2 separate regions of the Urocitellus parryii genome follow, and region 2 is linked to region 1. The links are chromatin contacts, called in public Hi-C maps. All regions are on one chromosome and are shown on one strand. Each heading gives the region's core, a stretch centred on a gene start, on an enhancer-like site or on the middle of the called end of the contact. The rest is flanking DNA. Distances are from core to core; before and after follow the strand shown. Region 1 holds the start of Aco1 (aconitase 1). Region 2 holds the start of Ndufb6 (NADH:ubiquinone oxidoreductase subunit B6).

Region 1 (7,677 bases), core at 1,676-4,175:
ATAACCAGTGTGTTGGTCCAGGCTAAAGAGTCTGTTTTCTATTAAAAACAAATCAAAAGCAACTTGGCTTTGACAGTAGTAGTGGTGTGCAGGTAAACTTTGAACAATCTGCTCTCCAGGGGAAAAGAGCCCAGATTTGCAGCACTGGCCTATTTCCATGATGTAAGTGTTACTATTGTGGCTTATTTTAAGCTAAAAAAACTAAAAACAAAACAAAACAAAACAAACAAACAAAAAACCCCCTAAACATTAGAAGCAACCAAAGCCAACCTGTGAGTCTCACTGAATTTTTCAGGAGGCCAGCAAGATACATCATAAAATGAAGAATATGCACAAATAACTAGCTGCAGTAAACCACTGGTTATCTGGGACACCTGCTATCAATGGTCCAATTCCTTACTTTAAAGTCAAAGGCACTAAGGCCCAGAGAAGTATCTTCCACAAATCTGGCTCAGTGAGTAGCATTAAGTTGGAAGTAATTTCTCTATAATATAGAGTCTGGCTACCTCAAAGGGAGTTACCTCTTCAATAAAAGGGGAAAAGGCAAAGAAGTTGTTGCCAGGCACAAGTTCATAAACGTTGGTTTTTATCATCACCTTCACAGTGTGGGACTCTGGTTGCTTTAGGTCATGTTTTTGAAGCACACTTCTGATAGGAATATTGCTCTTCACATAGGGCCATGTTTTATTAATAGTCTGACAAATGATAATCCCAATTAACCAGCAGCTTCCTAAGCTATTAGAAAGATAGAGACTGCATCTTTTGCACTCATTACTTTTCTAGCTGGCACAGAACTGGAAATGTGGTAAATAGGTGGTCAACAAGTATCTACTGAAAGGATGAAGGACAGATACTCCACAATCAAAGTGGAGTCTTATTCAAAGAACCCAACATGTGCTCCAAGTTTAGATCACATTCTTTTCTCCCACCTGAGGACTGTGCATTTCTAAAGTACTGGCTGCAGTGTCCAAACTGCAGTGTCCATTGAAGCAGTACAAGCTCTTTGGGTAAAAGATACCTGAGTTAGAGAATTTTTTCCTTTGATTATACACTATATAGTCATATATGTATATAGTATATATGTATATAGTATATCTGTATACTATATATAGTATATATTTTCTATTTTAAATATGTGTTGTCAGAGGATGAAATCAAGGAAAGAATTCAGTGAAGGATCCCACCTACCACACACCAAAATGCTGGACAATTGCTTTCCAGTAGAGGCCAAGGAAGGACCATACACAGTGACTCACCTTTAAAAGTGAAAAGTGAAAGAACACCAAGATTGGTAAGCATATTCCAACAAACTCAAGGTTAATAACTACCCAAGTGCAAATAGAAATGAACACAAGGAAAGGAGGCAAGAGCATGTCTCTATTACTTTGGAAATAACTTCTCAACTACTTGGTAATTCTCACTGTAACCTCTACACACTTGGCATGGTCACCTCATTGGCACTTCTCTGAACTCACTGATCCTGTTTGCCACAACACAGCTGTAATCCTGATGCACACACAGGTCAGGTCTGCAGGCATAGAAGCAACCAAAGGCACCTGTGAATCTTGCTGAGTTTTTCAGGAGGCCTCCAAGATACATCATAAAATGAGAGGACCTAGTACTTGGTTTCAAAGAGAAGTCAAGCTTGATCCCACAAATCAGAGGTTAACCCTATCCATGGCATGTGGTGGGTTGTGCTCAAATTTAAGAAGAACCCCCAGACAAGAAGCAGGCCCAATGAATTAAGTCTTTAAAGCATTTCCTCCACCCTGGTTCTAAAAATGTTGCAAGGTCTGCAAGTTCAAAACCACTTTCATAATAACACTAAGATGTTATTTGCTTTTATCATTTTCACATTCTCAGGAGTCCACTGTGGAGGTCTCCAGAAGTTACATGACATGTGATAGTGCAAGAGACTGAAGAAAGCAGATACAAGAATCCAGTTTTCTTTTATTGAGCCAGACATTAAAAGAGATTTGCAGAAACGTAAAACAATGCCATTATTCTTGATAAGTTTCTGTTCTGGAAAATACAGGGTTTTTTTTTCATAAAAAAATGTTAAGATATAACTGGTCTATTATTTTAAAATGTTATTAAATACTGTAAAAGGTTCTCGGTTTTAATTATATATGGCAAATATCAACCTATAAAACCCACATAAACAAAGGTTCCTTATGATACTAATTTTTAAGAGGGTAAAGGATATCGAGTCCAAAAAAAGTTTGGAAACTTCTGTCCTAGAGATTGTCCCCTGCAAGAAGAGTTGTGTGTTCTGCACGTAGGAAGACGTGCCATTCCGGTATGCTGATCAAGTAGGGAAGGCAGCCGGTCTCCTTAGAATTTGGGGTCCATTAGGGTGGGCTTTGTGTCCCACCCCTTCCAGAGGTCTTCCTCCCTCACCCCATTTCCTCTTGATGGGGATTCCCAGACCTGCCACACAAGCTCAGGGACAATGACCCGCCGTCCAGGCTCGGGACGGACTCCCGGGTGAGGCCCAAACACCCTGGGGTCAGGACTCCGCGCGGCCCGCACAGCCTCGCCGAGGGCTCCCGGGCAGCACGCGCTGCCAAAGCTAAGGACCGCAAGGAGAGGCACTCCAGTCTCCGTCGCGACAGAAACTGAGGGATGGCGGAGAGACCAGGTCCCCAGGAACACGTCCCCTCGGCCTCCCCCGAGCTCTGCCCGACTCCCCCGGGCCGCTCTGCCTCGCGCGCCGGGAAAAGGCCCTCACCAACTCCCGGGAGGACCCTGTGGCCAGCGTCCCCGCCGGGGGACGTCAATCGGGACGAATTGGTACTCACCAGGGACAGCACGGCGGGGCTCCGGCGACTAGCGAGCCGGGACAGAGCAGCGGGCGCACTCGCAAGCGGTCCCTGCCACCGCCTCCGCGATCCTCCCCCGCCGCCCCCGGCCGCTGGCCGCCGGGAGGAGCAGGGGCGGGGCGGACGCCGGCCGGAACCAGCCCGGCCGCGGACGGGGCGGGGCTTCCACAGGGCCCCGCCCCGCCCCCCAGCGGCCCGGGAACTTCGCCCCGGGCGGGACTCTGGTTGCTAGAGATTGGCCGCCGAAAGTGGGGAGACGCGTCTTTCCACAGGGCTCGCTCGTGCCGGCCCTGGTCCCGGGGCTAGGGTGACGGTCGCTCTCGTTGGGGCCTAGGGTGTGACCGCTCAGCTCGCGCTAGGGCCGAAAAGAAATGCAGTTTTTTTTTTTTGTGTACTGGAGATTGAACTCAGGGGTGCTTAATCACTGAGCCACATCTTCTGCCCTTTTTATGTTTTTATTTTTAAAATAGAGTCTCGCTAGGTTGCTTAGGGCCTCGCTAAATTGCTGAGGCTGCTTTGAGTTTGCGTTCCTCCTGCCTCAGCCTCCGGAGCCGCTGGGATTACAGGTTTTGGGCGTCACGCCTGGCAAAGAAATGCAGCTTAAAAAAATGATAATAAAATATTTTGCCTTAACTGTAGAGGCTTCACTATCTGGCTGCTCCTGCATCGGATTATCTTGCTCTTCTTATCTCTTTGCCCTTCCCCCATCTCATCCTTCACCTCCCATCCCTACCCCCGCCTTGATTCTTTGCTCAAAGTATGCCAAGTGGGACTCTGGTTTAGGAATGCAACATTTCTAGTATGAATATATTCTTTTCAACTTGTGACCACACTTCACTCCGTAATTCATGGTGTTCTCAGATCTGTAGGAAATGGCTTGGGCCTTCTCCAGACATGCTTTAGGTACTGGTTGGAGTTGTGCCCTGTAGGTAACTGTGAGTCAGAAAAGCGATTAAATCTTTGTAGGTGAAAGGTGGTGATGTTTTCTTGCCCAAATTATTTGGGAAAATCATTGTAGTTTTCTATCTGAATGAACAGCTAATAGTTAATACTATTAATAATGCCAACCACTATCAGCAATCATTTACTGCCTCCACTTGGCCCAAAGCCCTGTGGCTGGATCTTCACTAATGTCTATTCAACTCATTTCATGCTTCCAACCAGCTAGGAAGTGAAGACTTCAGAGCTGTGAAATGTGGCACAGCTGGATTCAGTCCTCTGACTTCCACAGCAGCATCTCCCCAAACAAGCTACATTGTAGGGCACACCTACCTGGTGATATTCAATTTTGAAAGGATGGGGGTGGTGTTACTGTATTTCCAATAGGAGAAGACAGTTTCTTTCACCCATTTCCCAAATCCCATCCTTTCATATTCATTGAACAAATTTTCCTTAAATGTTCACCATATGCTAGAGGTTTACCATAAAACCTGAAAAATAATAATGCTAGTATTATTATTGTATATCTTTTTCATACCAGAGAAAGTTTGAAATGAATACTTTCTGTTCCTCTAAAACCAGAAAGCTATATTTATATAAAAAAAGGCAAGTCTCAGTCTCCTCTTGGCCCCAACTCAGCCACATTTCCACATACTTAATTTCCCTTCTCTTTCTTAATGTTTAAGCATTAAAATATCCCTGGGTGGTTTTCCAGAGTCTTCTGGCCAGCTGCTTCTAGTTAAGCACCATTTCTCTCCAAATAGCCAATAATAAAACCCAAACCTTATTAAATGTCCCACTAAATCTTCACACCAACCATTTGAGGTTGGGAACATTACTGTTCATACATAGATAATAAAATTGAGGTTCACAGTAGTTACATCATTTGCTTCAGGTCGAAATTCCTGAATGATAATCCTGGGGTCTGAATGGAGGCTGATTTCACCCTAACCCTATACTTTTTAACTTTTAGACTCCTCTCACCCTATACTTTTGACTTTTAAGCAACAAAAGAGCTGGAAGTTAGAATATATATATATATATATATATATATATATATATATATATATAATTTGTAGAAAAGAAGACTTAAATGTACTAGGAGAGAACACCAATCACCATATAGTCTAGACTAGAATTCCTCACTTATTTTCAGGGCCTATTTTCCCTGGTGATAGTAAGGACATCCCTGTAGCAGCCTTATAATTTGGGAGCACCCAGGTAAAAAAATCTGGGGATGAAGGTGTTGGAAATCAGGAGACAACTAAAGTATGAATTTCAGGATTTGCACATAAAATTAGATATCTAGCACCATCTTTCACATGTTATTTTGCTGTATAAGTTTTGAATGTGTTATTTATAATATATATGTGTGTGTGTGTGTGTGTGTGTGTGTGTGTGTGTGTGCGCGCGCGCGTGTGTGCATGCATATATATTATTTTTTTTCCAGAGTAGAGAGGGGGAATCTGCAGGATTGATCTATTAATTTTTTTAGGTACAGAAAATGTAATTTTATGAGGTTGCTGATACTGATTTTCTTATTTTATTTCAATAAAATGATTGATAACTTTGACATATGAGAATGGGGGGAAATTTTGCTAATTCGTCCATAATTTGGCTCATTTCTTTTGCCAGTTTTTGAAGAGCTTTCTTTCATATATCAGTTTAAATCATTTTTAAAATGGAAAATCCTAGCTTTTGCACCATTTTCCTCCATTTTTGGTGGTAGGAAACAACAAAAAACATCAAGGTACATATGTCTATTCCCTGTTAAGCCTTCAAAGTATCTGAAAGACTAAATAAAGAAGATGATGGTCAGCTACTGCCCTCTGTTGATACAGTGTGAATTTGCAGTAAACACATTGCCAATTTCAAAGAGCAGAGAGGATGGTTAGGGTTAAGAGAGTGAATGCTAAGAAAACACTAATGGACTAAGAAATTTACCTGTGTCTTAATTTCATAGTTGCTGCACACCCTAGAAATTAAAGAGAAGAAACTTATTCGGTCAACAAACTGGCTTTGCTTGGTGTGAAGGGTGCAAAATCAAACATGATTAAATCAATTCCTTCTCTGAGGACCCTGAGGATTTATTGTTATTATTTTCCAGGAACTCCTTCAATATTGTTTTAATATTTATCCAAGACATTACAGCTTTTCTGGTGCGGGGTACTTGGGATTGAACTCAGGGGAACTCAATCACTAAGCCACATCCCCAAACTTTTTTGTATATTATTTAGAGACAGGGTCTCACTGAGTTGCTTAGGACCTGAGTCGCTGAGGCTGATTTTGAACTCACAATTCTCCTGCATCAGCCTTCCAAGCCTCTGGGATTACAGGTGTGCACACAGTAAAGCATTCATCCTTGGCATATCAAAATCTAATGTTCTTTATTTTTTCCTGAATAATGCCAGATTCTTATAACATTCAATTTTGACCCTTCTTTAAATTTTTATGCCATTTTAATCTTTTATTTCATACACATAGGTACTAACTCTTCAAGACATTACTATTGTTTTATGTAGTTAATATTTATTTATCAAGATTTAAGCACACACTTGCCATTTTTGTTTTTCTTCATTCCTTACTCTCTGGCTTTCCTTCTGGAATTATTTTCTCCTATTTAATTACTAATTCTCTTAATATTTTTCAGAAGTGTGAGTTTGTTGAGGGCAGTTTTTTTCAGGTTTCTTTTACTATTGTTCCTGAAGGGTATTTTTTTCTGGATATTAAATTCTAGGCTGGCAGTGATTTTCTTTTAGTTTTTTTAAAAAAAATATTCACATCTGCTGGCTTCCATACGTTTTCATGGAGAAGTACACTGCCCACCTAAAACCTACTTCTCTGAAGGTAAGAGGTCTTCTTCTCTGGCTACCTTTATAATCTTCTGTAGTCTTTGGTTTTCACTAGTTTGAATTTTTCATAAACAAATTTTATTATTTTTTTCTGCTTGGTATTCATTGGACTTATTGAATCTTTGTGATATGAAAACAATGGTCAACTGGTAGGGTACACTGTTTGCTGAGTTTCCCTACATGGCCCCTGTAGGCCAAGGAAGGAGACACACTGAGTCTCTGCAAATTTTATAAAACTCCCTTTTTGTATAGTAGTTTCCCATTATAGGTATAACAAATTACCAAAAAGTTACTGGTCAGCAAATAATGATAGTTTGAGTTCTTCTTTTCCTATTTATATCCTTTTAATTTCTTTCATCTGTCCAATTACTCTGGCTAGAGTTTCCAGGACTACGTTGAATAGAAGTGGTGAAAGAGGGCATCCCTGTCTTGTTCCAGTTTTTAGGAGGAACCCTTTCAATTTTTCTCCATTTAAAATGATGTTGGCCTTGGGCAGCATAGATAGCTTTTACAATGTTGAGATATGTTCCTGTTATCCCTAGTTTTTTTTTTAGTGTTATGAACATGAAGCGGTGCTGTATTTTGTCAAAAGCTTTTTCTGCATCTATTGAGATGATCATGTGATTCTTATCTTTAAGTCTATTGATGTGATGAATTACATTTATTGATTTCCATATGTTAAACCAACCTTGCATCCCTGGGATGAACCCCACTTGATTGTGGTGCATCTTTTTAATGTTTTTGTATTTAGTTTGACAGAATTTTATTGAGAATTTTTGCATCTATGTTCATTAGAGATATTGGCCTGAACTTTTTTTTTTTGATGTATCTTTGTCTGATTTTGGTATCAGGGTGATATTGGCCTCACAGAATGAGTTTGGAAGGGTTCCCTCTTTTACATTTCATGGAATAATTTGAAGAGTATTGGTATTAGTTCTTTTTTTATTGTTGGTCGTTCAAAACATTACATAGTTCTTAATATATCATATTTCACAGTTTGATTCAAGTGGGTTATGAACTCCCAATTTTACCCCATATACAGATTACTGTATCACATCAGTTAC
Region 2 (7,677 bases), core at 2,941-5,440, 170 kb before region 1:
ATGCTGATCCCAAATTCAAGAAATAATTAGATGTGCTTAATTCCACTCACAAAGGAAACATTTATTTGGGTTATCAAATGCCTCCTTGGAGAACTAAATATAGTCCTTCTTAGGATAGGAAAGCACTCAGGGATTTACTTTCACTGGAATATCAGTAGTTTGGGTCTCATCATAACAGAGTGGAGGGCTCTAGCCTCAATGGACTGCAAACATTTTAGAACAAACTGTAGCTGTCATGGAACAGAATTCAGATTAATAGTTGCTTAAAGATATAGCTTACTCAATACTTCAAGCCATAGTTATAATTTTTTATATATGATAGAATTTCAAATATATACAAAACAGTACATGAAAGAAGAATATAATGAGCACCCATTTGCCTATCAAATAGCTTCAACAATTGCCAACTCATTACTAATCTTATTTCCTCCATTCCTCCTTCATCCCTTCACAATTATTTAGAAATAAATTATATATCCTTTCATCTATAATTATTATAGAATGTATATTTAAAATATCAGAGCTCCCTTTTAAGATATAACTACAATAACATCACATACAAAAAATAACAATAATCCTTTAATATCATAAAATAGTGAGGTAGTATTCAAAATTCCCTCTGCCTCTTTTATTTTCTGGATTCTCCCTGTGTCTGTTTTTCCCCTCAATATATTTTTGTTTAATAAACGAAGTCAGTGGCATGTAGTCCCTACAATCAGGATTTATCTACATGTAACATGTTGGTGGTCTATAAGAAGCGCCTGTCCATTATGATCTAGAAACACAATCAGACTCGGGTTCAATTTGTTTGGCAAGGCTACTTCACAGGCAGTGAGGCCGATTTCCACGAGGGGGCGCAATTACTTTCTTTTTGAGACCTGTATAACTATTGAATGATCACTGCACTGATTGATTCACTAATGAACTAAGGATTATAAAAGGTAATAATTCTAATTCTGCCACACCTTCTTCTTTTGTTAGTTCTTTAATGATTCTCTGAAGAAATTTTCTCTCTTCAACCATTTGTTACTTTAAGATACAATTTGTATAGAATGAATAGAAAAAATACTCTTGACATTTTTCTGATTTCAAAATAATGAGTTGGTTTCCTAATGTCATCCAAAAATAACAAATTAAAATTTTAAAAACCATTTTGAATTCTTGTATGTGTACATATTTGATATTTTAAAATTCACTGAAGCCATATTTAGTGATGCTCAAAAATTTCCATCTTTGACCTATGGGAATCTATTCAAGTTGGCTCTGGAATCCTTTTGACATGAACCTACTAGTCTTTAAAAACTTCCCTCCTTTCTGGAATGGCAACAAGTTTCTAACTTATTTTATGTTTCCTAACCCAAACCCGGAATCCCCTATTTTTCCAAGGCCATGGTTCTCAAAATATGTTATGAGGAGTCATGGGAGCACCTGTGATCCTTTTATGGAGCCTGTGAGGTCAAAATTATTTTCATGATAATACAAAGATGCTACTTTCCCTTTTAAACTCTCCTTCTCTTACAGTTTTTTAGGGAATATCCCAGAGGGTACATAGTATGTGATATTATGACTGAATACAACTGTAATTATAGAAATTATGCTGTAATTTATTGACAGATATTAAAAGCATTTACAAAAATATAAAACAATAGAATTCCTCTTACTAAATAACTTTTTTTAAATATTTATTTTTTAGTTATAGGTGGACACAATATCTTTATTTTATTTTTATGTGGTGCTGAGGATCAAACCCAGTGCCTCACGCATGGTAGGTGAGCACTCTACCTCTGAGCCACAACCCCAGCCCCACTAAATAACTTTTAATGTTATTAATAACTTATTGTTATTTTAAATGGTTTAATTTCAAATGCAGTATACATCAATAGATGTCCACATAGATAAAGCTCTTTGGAGTTTTCAACAATGTTTAAGAGTTTAAAGAAGTGTCTGGGACTGGGGTTGTGGCTCAGTGGTAGAACTTTTGCCTGGGTTCGATCCTCAGCACAGCAAATGAATAAAGTAAAGGTCCATCAACAATTAAAAAATATAGAAATATATAAAAAGAAATGTCTGGAGCAACACATTTGTGAACTGCTGCTTCCAAGAGTCTTTTCTTTTTGATGGTAAATGCGAGCACTGGAGGTGTAGCTCTGTGATACAGTGCTTGCCTAGCACACCCAAGGCCTGATCTAGGCGCTAGGGATGCTTGTGGTTATTGGGTGTTTTAGTCAGTTTTTTCGCTGGTGCAACTGAAAGACTGGACCAGAGCAACTGTAGAGGAGGAAGCGTTTATTTAGGGGCTCATGGTTTCAAAGGTCTCAATCCACAGACAGCAGGCTCTATTCCTTGGAGCTGGAGGTGAGGCAGGACATCATGGCCGGAAGAGTGTGGCAGAGGGAAATAGCTCACATGATGATCAGTAAGCAGAGAGAGGTCTCCACTTGTCAGACACAAATGTATACCTCAAAGCCATGCCCCTAATGCCCCACCTCCTGCAGCCACACATTACCACTTTAGTAGCCACTCAAATTAATCACTATCTGGGGATTAATTCACTGACTGGGTTAAGACTCTCACAACCCACTCATTTCTCCTCTAAATCTTCTTGCATTGTTTCACATGTGAGCTTTTGGGGGACATCTCACATCCAAACCATAACATGGGGTTAGCCATTAATTTAAAGTCATTATCAACAGGCAGACCTAAGATAAAATGTTGTCTATTTTGAAAGATAATACTTCATAAATTCATACTGTTTCTGCCTATTCAGAATCCAGTACTATGGGGTTTTTACATAGCATACAATGTATGTATTCATATCCTTTCTCCTATACGAAAAATAACTGTTCTTTACAATACTAACTAAATTTATTTTCAGTGTCATGTTAACAATACCAAGACCACTTCCAACAGTGTATTGCTTAAAACAGTGTAAAATATCGATATCTATATAGATATAGATATTACAGTTCTTTTGTTGTTGAGTTTTATCCCTTTATGGATGTACAGAAATTGATAGTTTAAATTCTTTTGGAATTGTGTCTTTTAAGATTGTGTCACATTTAGGGCTGGTGTTGTGGCTCAGCAGTAGAGCACTCACCTAGCATGTTCGAGGCCCTGGGTTGGATCCTCAGCACCACATAAAAATAAATAAAATAAAGGTATTGTGTCCAACTGCAACTAAAAAACAAAAATTTAGAAAAAAGATTGTCACATTTAGATCAGTTAGACTAATGTGTTTTATTTTACATTTGATTTTAAGGGTCTGCCTTTTGTAAATTTAATTTTGTGTTATAATGATGTGAAATAGTTTCTTGGCTTTAAGATCAAATTTATGAAATAAGATACATTCAGAAAAGTGTAGTTTCCATTCCCGATTTATTCTGTTCCTTTCCTCTCCCTATAGGCAACATTGTTTAAAATATCAGTTGTTTTCATTTCCATTATTTTTAAAATTTAAGCAATATGTATTACGTATGCGTGTATGTAGTGTGTGTATTAATACAATATGCACTTCTCTCCATTTTGCTTTTTTCACTTAATAATATATCTGGAGGTCATTCCACAGCGGTATATTGAGTCCTTCTTTAATATTTTGACCACTGACAGTAGCAGCACTTTATAACCTCGTGGCACAATTTTATTCAAACAGTCCGCTATCAAGGAATCTGGGGAATAACTTCTTGTATCGTACTATCATAAATCGTGCTACAGTAAGTGCTCATGCTCATCTTTTCATATTTTTACCACATCTTTGAGACAGTCTTACAATGGGATTGCTGGATCAGAGGCACCTATAAAATCCTGCCAGATATTAAGTTACTCTTTTTGCTTCCCGCTGTGCAGATGGAGGAACAGTCAGACAGCAGTCCAAGTCCCTTTACCAGTTACTTTTATGGCTGGGAGTTGAACTTGGTCTAACTATCTGATGATTCCCTAGGTCATGGAGAAAGGAGTTCTAAGGTAGGAGAGAAAAGCCCAGAATTTTGCATCTGGACAGACATTCAGTGAAACACATAAAGCTCATCTTTCCAGCTCGCGGGACACTAGTTGTTCTTCCTCTGACCTCTCATCGTCTCTGCTGGGCCCCTCCACTCTAATCCAAAATTTAGGGACCAGCCCCTCGCGCGCATGCGCACACGCTGCTTTCCTTCAGAGGAATTTGCCGCTACTGCAGAGGCGGGACCAGGTTGTGACGTCAAAACCGCGCGCCCTTCCCCGGCGTCCTCGCAAGGTCGCCCTGAGGAGCGGGAGCGCGCGGGACAAGACCCTGTTTCGTGGGCGCGCTGCGTCCCTTTGCTTTACTACCCGTGGCAACATGACGGGGTACACGCCGGATGAAAAACTGCGGCTCCAGCAGTTGCGAGAGCTGAGGAGGCGATGGCTGAAGGACCAGGAGCTGAGCCCCCGGGAGCCTGTCCTACCTGCCCAGAGAATGTGGCCTATGGAGGCATTCTGGAATAAGTTTTTGCAGGATAGGGCCCCTTGGAAGAATGTGGTGAGTTACGGATCTCCCCGTCCCTCTAAGCATAGCCCGCAGCGGCCACACGGAGGACTGACACTGTTCTGAGCCAGCGAGTCCCGGTAGTTCCCCAAAGGAGAACCGGGTGTGAAGTCTCAGGTTTAGCCTGGGCGCTTCTCCAGAGGTTTGGGCAGGGAGAATCGCGCCCTTCGGCTGTCAAGTGTAGTGAGGAGGCGGCGAATCAGCTTTTTATAGGAGGCTGCACGTGTGGTTCTTTGGACGGTAGAAATCTCTCGGAATGACAGCCAAGGATTCACGGACATGAAGGTTCTGCGATTTTAGTATTTGAGCGTACTTGTCTGCCTTTTAAAGTTGAGGTTATAGAGACAAACACTGTACCCAACTACCAGAAGGCACAATGACCCCCGGGCTAGTAGTACAGCCATATATGATTGTACAAAGGCAAGGTCTTGTTGGTACGCTTAGTGAGTCATATTTGCAAGCCCCCTTTCTAAACCACACTTATGTACTTCTAACACACCGTTTATTGTTATTATATTCCTGGACTTCGCTAGGCAGAAAATTACTCATTTAAAGAATGGTCTTTATTTTCAGGATGCTTGGGTATTTTCTCGAAGTCTTGTATTTGTTAAGCCATATCAATGTGATATTTTTAGAAGTCTTTAAAATATTTTGTCGGAATTGCTTTCAGTTAGGTGCAGCACTGGCTAAATAATAGTAATAATGCTTGTAAGCAACATTGGGTGCTTGCTATGTGTGTGCCTAGCAGTCTGCTGAGGGTTTTTTGCTTTTGAATGTTTTTACATATGTTCCCTTTTTTTCTTTACTCCTATCGGATAGAAACTGTTCCTAATCCTCTTTTTAATATGAGGAAACTGAGGCCTACAAAAATTCAATGGTTTGCCTGTGGTCACAGAGCTAATTGAAGGAGTTGTTGAAATCTACATGTATCTACCATCTTACTGTACTACAAAGTTTAGTGCAACAGAATTGGTGTAAATTTTTCTGAGAAAGTGATATATTTATAGTGGTAAAATTAAACTGTTTAATTAATACCTTCGAAGTATTCCATATTGATTTTAGCAGTCACTAGTTGAAAGGTGATATCTCACCCATCAGCCAGTGATTTAAGAAAGTAAATAATCATTTGTTGAATTCCATCTCTGCTTACTTTGAGTGGATCATTTCTTCTATAGTTATAAGTGTTATAATACTTAGACTCTAGATTGTCCTTTCCTTGAAAGGATAGGTGTGTTTCAGTCAAACTGGCTGCCATCAAATAACTGAGTTCAGTTCTCTTTTGTCTTTGTTTTACAATGGTATGTCAGAAGGCATCTCACAGTGAGTTTGGAATACCCCTATCTCAGTATGTAAAATGTTCTTTTTCCAGCACTGTTGTACTGTTTTGCCTTTCTCCTAGAATAATGCAAGTAATATTGATTGTCAGTACTAAAATTGATAGATTAGAGAGATGACTTTACTTGAAAAATTCTGTAGGTTGATAACTCGGGCTAAATCCATTAAACTTATTCTTTCATTATTTACGCCCTGATTTATCTTTAACAAGCTTATAATGTTTTTAGAAATCTTTAAAAAACAAATCTATAAATGTCCTATTATAGTCTTGTAAAATGCTATTTGTCTTAAGCCTTATTTGCTCTGGACTCTGTTCATAATCCTATAGCAGGCCTACATTTAGTAAAAATATTTGAGTAAGATTAGCTGCAGACTATAATAAAATATGCTCCAGTTAGAGATTTGTATAATAGTCATGACATTGTTATAGCAATTTTTGTTTTATTTTTTTAACCACAAACATAAAATGGGATATGTGTTTATTTTGTAAATTTTTTTTTCTCCTCAGATCTATAAGGTATACAGGACCAGTATCTTTGCTGTTACTTGTGTACTTATACCCACCTGGATTGTTCATTATTACGTCAAGTATCATGTGTCTGTAAGTATGTTTTAAGCATGTGCTTTTCAGAATTTATTTTTAATATTATGCAAAACAGACTCTTATGGGGTATGCTGTACTCCCTATTTATATAGTGGAAATAATCTGCCACTTAATAGCTGATTTTGAGGTACTTTGAATCCTTTTAATTAAAAGGTTTAATGAAGATTATAAGTAATTAAGTATGATTTTTCAAAAAAAAAAATTAGTCTTTAGCAGGGCACAGTGATAAAAGCCTATAATCCCAGCAACTCTGGAGGCTGAAGCAGAATCGCAAGTCCAAGGCCAGCTGGGGCAATTTATTAAGACCTCATCTCAAAATAAAAAGGCTGGGTGTATGCTTAGTGGTAGAAATCCTCTGGGTTCAATCCCCAGTATGATGAGGTATGTGTGGGGTATGTGTAGAGTAGTCTACAACTTAAAAATCCATTTCCTGGTAGAAATAGTGTTTAAATGATTAGAATGTGACTGACCTAATGATACTAGTGTATACAGAGAATCCTGAGCTGGAGAAGAAATAAAATAATAGAATGTTTTGAGCATAGATCTAATGTAAAATTCAAAATAGGCAAAGGTTATCTTTGTCATGATCCCGTTTTCATTTCCTTCATTTTTGTCTGATTTTTCATAATTCTCTTTCTTTAGAAACCAGGATAGCCAAAAGCTTGAACTTGTTAAGTGAAAGATCTTATATGGACTGATTGAATGGAGCCAGTTGCCATATTTTAAAGGATAGGGATAGCACAATCAGGTGCATGGTATTGGATCAAGGCGAGATGAGGGGGGGGATGTAATTTCTGGAATGGCATGGAAGGGGGAGCAACAGTGGCTGTGGTATGTGGAATGCTGGAACACAAACAGTGGGGAGGGCATTCTTGTAACTGAGTGAGGGGTTAGATCCTAAGTGGATTGTAGGGGAGAAGGCTGAGCACAGCTCTTGGGGAGCAGCAGTGGGAACAATCTGTTGTAGGAAGTGGAACTTAGTAGAGGAAGGAGGACATCTGGAGGAAAGGTGGTACGAGGCAGTGATGGAAGTGGCAACCCAGAGTAAGATGAGGAACCCAATGATTTGAGGTTATAATATTGGGGATATGGTAGTGGTAACAGTAGATTTGTTACCCCTAGGATGATTGATCAAATAAGTAAACATATTGATGATACTAGAACTCAGGATTCTCACTGTTTGTTGGAAAAAGAATTTACATATATGAAAAGAGAGAATTGGAAATATTGGTATAAA

Evidence for each region. Hi-C and Micro-C count contacts between places; a contact is called where the count stands out from the background.
Region 2: a contact with region 1 is called in a Hi-C map of muscle, with 6 times the contacts expected there. The contact joins the promoter of Ndufb6 here to the promoter of Aco1 in region 1. A contact is called at or near these places in 2 of 2 Hi-C or Micro-C datasets (liver and muscle).

What each region holds. Positions count from the first base shown.
Region 1 is chr4:172,577,547-172,585,223 of mUroPar1.hap1, reverse strand. It overlaps Aco1 (aconitase 1), which reads right to left and starts at 2,925. Exons shown (of 21, transcript XM_026387858.2): 1 at 2,802-2,925.
Region 2 is chr4:172,744,296-172,751,972 of mUroPar1.hap1, reverse strand. It overlaps Ndufb6 (NADH:ubiquinone oxidoreductase subunit B6), which reads left to right and starts at 4,190. Exons shown (of 4, transcript XM_026387901.2): 1 at 4,190-4,495; 2 at 6,345-6,437. The coding sequence starts at 4,316.